2 separate regions of the Bombyx mori genome follow, and region 1 is linked to region 2. A link is a contact called in public Hi-C data. All regions are on one chromosome and are shown on one strand. Each heading gives the region's core, a stretch centred on a gene start, on an enhancer-like site or on the middle of the called end of the contact. The rest is flanking DNA. Distances are from core to core; before and after follow the strand shown.

Region 1 (3,062 bases), core at 81-2,580, 71 kb before region 2:
TCTGTCATCGTGGCTTTCAGCAAAGAATGATTGCACAATTCTCTCGCTTAGTGGATTGATTGCTAACTCTGGAATTCTCAGGAAGTCCTCACGAGATAATGTTCCGCAGTCATTTTTGTCTAGTGATGTGAATCGGGAATAAAGGCGTTCTATTTGATTAGGTGTGACTGAAAATGTTAAACATTGATTAGGTACAGAATGGTGTTTCAATCAGTTTCAGTGCATTTTAAATGTTACTGATGTTTAGTAATTTCATTAAAGTATGCATGGACATATCACTTGATGACTACATCATAAATAATTACAATAACAAACAATTGATTTAATAAGGAAAATAACTTACACCCGGTTTCTTCCTGTATTTGTGCAATTTCCTCCTCTCTCAACAACAAAGACGACTTATTTCCCATCTTTCTGTGAAATCACTACTAACCTTTGTGCCAAGACCTTTGATAAGGGAGCCCTGATAGCACTTAATTATTAATTAACCGCAGAATTTATTTAATAATTTACATTGGTTATGTGTGATAGTTATGTTTTTCAAAATTTTTATAACATGAAATGTATATAACTATTCCATTTGAAATAACAGTGAAAAAATTAAATTTCCTAATTTGATTTGAAGTATTTTGCCAATCAACTGATGAGAAAATTGTAGGTCTATGGAAAATTGAGAAATGTTCACGATCAGACTGTCACTGACATTTTACTTTTTGACATTTGAGAGTGACAGTAATTGTGACATGTATGCAGACTTGAATAGTGTTGCTAATGATTTTTTCGATTCTGGCTCTAGAAAAAATTCCGACCTCAAACCTGTATGTTAAATTATGAATTTGGCAGACAATGCTTTAATTACACCAGATAGGATAAGATTTAGGCGTGTACGAAATTTTACACATACTAAAATGGTTATTGTGAAAAGGCTTTTGGAGGGCCGCACGGGTATAAGCACTAAATAATTCCAGCTTAAAGCGATAAGGCAGCTGAAGATCTGAATTAAAAAAATTGAAAGGTAGTGTTTTTTGCTATGTTTTTGCTAGAATTGGATTTAAATATGATATTATTTTACATGTAAACTTGTCAATTTACTAAATTCACATAACCTTGCGCATTGCACGAGCGGTTGTCATGGTCTTTTTAGCTAGAATTTTATACTGTTTATGTACATTTTATACTGTCGTGTCAAATTTTTATTTCCCCCAACCTATGTATCGTATTATAATTTAACGTTTAACATAGTTTTGGCTTTTGTGGTCGTTTTATCCTCAGAAGTTCCAAGCCATCCTAATCGATGGCAATAGTTTTTAGCTTGCAACACAAACGTACCCTAACGTTTTGATATTGCTATGAAATTTTGAAATTACTAAGGGAAATAGAATGTTACACTGAAAACAGCTGTATTCAGGAAAGTTACGTGGTTGCGTAGGTAACTGAAATTTGAGTATTCTAGTCATGTTTATGTTAAATGAATCCAATTAATAGAAGTTGTAGCTTAATCATCTACAATGAGTGTTCCAAAACTACAATCAGAAACGTTTGGGACAGAAAGGAAATCGGAATTGGAGCCTCTGGACCCTTTATTGGAGGTAAATGAAAATGTAGCGAGTGAGATATTAGATGAACCAGATAAAGAAGAAGAATTCGATGAAATATCTCCTAAAGTGTTTAGTTTGAAAGATGTGAATGAACCTTTAACATTAGAAACGTTGAACAACACCATCTATGAGCTCGGTGTGATAAACTTATGCTGGCCGGATATAGTCGAACCAGTGTTCGAGACGAGAACTAAATTTCCAGAAAGCTACTACACGAACAGTCCAAAAGAACGCTTACTACTTGCTTATGCGGAATGTTTTAGGCGACAGTTCTTATTTCATTTTAAACCTCGGAAACCTTTGTTGCTACAAGCGCCAAACGAATGTGGATTACAGGTAATCTCTATTAACAATAGATGTCGCTAGATGTAACTTTGACCAAATGCACTTACGAACATGGGATAACGAGTTTAAAATACTATTACATACTAGTAATTTTTTATACACAAATACTTCGATTTGCTTTGGTTTACGCATAGACATTTTAACCTTACGATTTAATATCGCGTTTATTATTTTCGGAAGCTTCAGCGTAACCGCGAAAGCTTTTTTTTTAAATTGTATTTCCTACCTAAGCTGATGGTCTTGAGAAATCATATCAGCGTCATCGGGAGGTGAGCTCACGGGGCTAAAACCCTACGTTGTTACTAACACGAACCCTAGCAAGAGCCGCGCTTCGCAGAATCTACCACCCGATCGGAAACGCGACCCAGTGAGAAGATCCGGCGTGAAACTCAGTGGGCTGTGTCTGTGGGTTAATTTACTCGCCGAGCCTTTCGTGCAAGCGACGGGTTCGACAAGAACAATGACCGGTGCTTGGGGTACCTAAAAGCACCGTTAGTGGATCGGGACCACGAAAGCTGTGAAGTATTCGATTTTAATTCAAATAACCTGCTTCATACTAAACAATTCGGGTTTACCAGGGGTCGCTCTACAACTGATGCAGGTGCTTATCTAGTCAAAAATATTTTTAAATCTTGGGAGGAATCGCATGATTGTCTTGGAATTTTCTGTGACTTGTCCAAAGCATTTGACTGTGTTGAACATGAAACATTGGTGAGGAAACTACATCACTATGGTATTAGGGATGGTGCATTGGAACTTATTACTTCCTATTTATCAGGACGGATACAAACAGTAGATGTGAAAGGTAATAGATCTTCAGGCACCTTGTTGAAAATGGGTGTACCTCAGGGTTCCATTTTGGGTCCTTTTTTATTTCTAATATATATAAACGATTTACCTAGTTTTATTGAGTCCCGACACGAGGTCGTATTATTCGCAGATGATACATCTTTATTATTTAAAATTAAACGACAACTACAAGTCTATGACGAAGTGAATGATGCGATTTCGTGTGTGGTTCATTGGTTCCGTATCAATAACCTATTATTGAATAGTAAGAAAACTAAATGTATTAAATTTACTTTAAAATGTATTAAACCATCTTTAAATGTGAGACAA
Region 2 (2,771 bases), core at 103-2,602:
GCGGAAGCGGGCGGTGACCTCGCCAAACTCGTTTGTCTTATTTGGCACGATGTGAAAGATATTAAAGAACCCGTCGTGTTAATATCCGCTTATTCTAGTCTTCTGTGTAATTAATATCAATGAGGATAACTTGTAATTAGGTGATTTATTAGATCGTGTAATAAAAATCACATCCGCAAAATTATAATTTTCGTAATTACTGGTGGTAGGACCTCTTGTGAGTCCGCACGGGTAGGTACCACCAGGCAGGGGCCTATTTCTGCCGTGAAGCAGTAATGCGTTTTATGGCGCATTTACGTTGTAGATGTCTATGGGCTCCGGTAACCACTTAACACAAGGTGGGCTGTGAGCTCGTCTACCCATCTAAGCAATAAAACAAAAGGTGAATGTAAACGTGACTTAGTAAATTTTGGCCAAGCATAATTAACTCTTTAAAGGCTACCGGGTATAAGAGAGCTGTCCTGGAAAATGTGAATTGTTTGGAAGTATGATTGAAAAATCCTTGTTAGGATTGTAGAAATTAAAAGCAGCTTACTATCGCTCAAGCCATACCAAGGTCACAGTTAAGACACGACTTACCGCATAGATTTTGTGGCCTAGGCTATGATACGAGAACCATAAAAAAGTCTAATTAATTCAGATAATAATACAAAATATAAACACACTTACTGATGTGATTCATACTGCACGCAATGTATGCTGTACATAAAAATTACATTCTCTTGTTACGGCTTCGCTTAACATTGCAGTTTCACTACGATGGTCCTTGACAGGTGAGGTTGTTTAACTTGATTTTAAACATAAATTTCTGAAGAGCTACGAGTAGAATATTGAAATTTGAATATGGGACAGAATTGGAAAATATTACAAGAAAATTCAAAGGGGTGAATTCTTATACTTTTTATATAGTGTGTATAATCTATACATATAAAAATGAATTGCTGTTCGTTAGTCTCGCTAAAACTCTGGAAGGGCTGGACCGATTTGGCTAATTTTGGTCTTGAATTATTTCTAGAAGTCCAGAGAAGGTTTAAAAGCTAAATAAAAATATGAAAATGCTCGGAATTAAATAAAAATAACAATTTTGGTTCCTTTTGATATGTTTTCCGTCGGACGGATTCCTTTTGTTTGTTTTAAGTTTATTTTATACAAAAGTCTTTTATATTTATCAATTGAGGCAATACGATGTCTGCCGGGTCAGCTAGTTATTGATATAAGTTAGGTACTGTGTTGTACTGTATCCTTATTGTGTTGTGATTATGTTGTTTTTTTTCGTACCCCGCTATCGCTCGTGTACCCTGTGTCTGATCTGACGGCGCGGACGCACGTAACTGCATCGCGGTGACAGGGCACCGCGCATTATCGCGTCTCGGTCACGGGCTGACTCATCCGCTCAGCCGTCATCGTCTACCGACTGTTGCTAACGACCACGCGAACGGAATACAAAAATATCGAATATTTAGCTTATGAAATTACTTTGAACGGGATTATGGGTATTTTGCGTCGCAACTTTACGATTTAATCCTATGCAAGACGTTCTAGATATCAGCTAAGTAACACATGGTATTTTTTTTTAGTCAGGACTAATTAGCCAGACATCACTGACCGAACAACACTAAAAGCTTTCTTTGATTACAATGAAAATAATTTAAACGCCCAGTCCCTGTCCAAGCTGAACTCGAATAAGCCAAAGGGGATAAGATGGCGTGGTTTTAAGTACTACCGTGAGTAATCAAAGAGCTAAACTCTGCTATGCTATACTGTATTGAACCATATCGATTTTTTAATATGAGTGAAGAAACTATTAAAAATATACACGTCTTGCTTTGTGTAATAGCGATGACTATGCGAACTGTATGTGTTCCTTAGCAGTGCACTGATAAATCGATCATCTATCTCGCTCGCACCTCATTATGTCTTTCTGATAGGAAAAAATATAAGAACACAGTACGAGATAGTTAGCTGTTAGTCACATCAATCAGAGCGCAGCATAGCTTAGGCTTAGTCAAGACGGTCACAGGGTCCTTGTGATGTTCGCGGAGAATCCTAAGTGATAGGCCGATATCCTTCAGAGGTGGCAACGCCTATAGCATACATTCATTTTTTAATCTCATCTAGACATTTTACTTGACACCCTAGTTCCCACAACTTCTATATTGAGTAGTTTTTTTGAGTTTCTGTGATAAAGGGCAGATAGCGTTTAAAGAGTTTCAGGATTCAATTCTGGTTTTGAGATTAGCGTTTCATTTCTCTTCAAGATGGTTGGTTTGCCAGTTTACCAGTCGCCAGTTCTTCGGCCTTGCCTGGGAGGCCCACATTCGCGTCTTCCTCGAGGATTTCAGTCTAGGACTTGTAGTGGAGGAGTGTCTCGATGCAAGTTGGTACGAGTGGGTAATAACGTTAACAATATCCAGCGTACTTTTCCCGCGAAGCCGTTGTGTCAACGTAATAAATCAATAATTGGGGCGTCAGTCTTATGTATCAGGGTGGGTAGCGTTGTAAAATAAAATATGGCTATCAGTAAATGCTTAAGATCAGGTTGGCCATGAGTTCATCTGCTCAATTTAGCTTGCTTGATTGATACCTACTTATTATCAATATTATTTTTCAATATCACCTAAAAATAATAATTTATTGTTGTATAAGCAATGTATATTGAAGTGGACACCAATGAGCAATGCACTAATAATAAAATATGAGGGTACATAAATGTTTTTTACAAAGAAAAAACGAAACATTAACATAGTGAAAGTTATCAAAAGGGAAACTTT

The links. Hi-C and Micro-C count contacts between places; a contact is called where the count stands out from the background.
Region 1: a Hi-C map of whole pupa shows a contact between it and region 2, with 4 times the contacts expected there. The contact joins the promoter of LOC101743528 here to the enhancer-like site in region 2. A contact is called at or near these places in 2 of 7 Hi-C or Micro-C datasets (both in whole pupa).

The regions. Positions count from the first base shown.
Region 1 is chr25:3,777,710-3,780,771 of ASM3026992v2, reverse strand. It overlaps LOC101743528 (dynein regulatory complex subunit 7), which reads left to right and starts at 1,330. Exons shown (of 14, transcript XM_038020260.2): 1 at 1,330-1,934. The coding sequence starts at 1,509. LOC692863 (calcium-binding protein p22) reads right to left here and starts at 655. Exons shown (of 5, transcript NM_001046708.1): 1 at 344-655; 2 at 1-167. The coding sequence starts at 410.
Region 2 is chr25:3,706,587-3,709,357 of ASM3026992v2, reverse strand. All of the region lies in intron 2 of LOC101743528 (dynein regulatory complex subunit 7), which reads left to right. Among protein-coding and RNA genes, the nearest start is that of LOC101743302, 57 kb to the left of the region's middle. Within about 2 kb of position 1,352, at least 8 of the 8 cell types and tissues checked have open chromatin away from gene starts, as enhancers often do.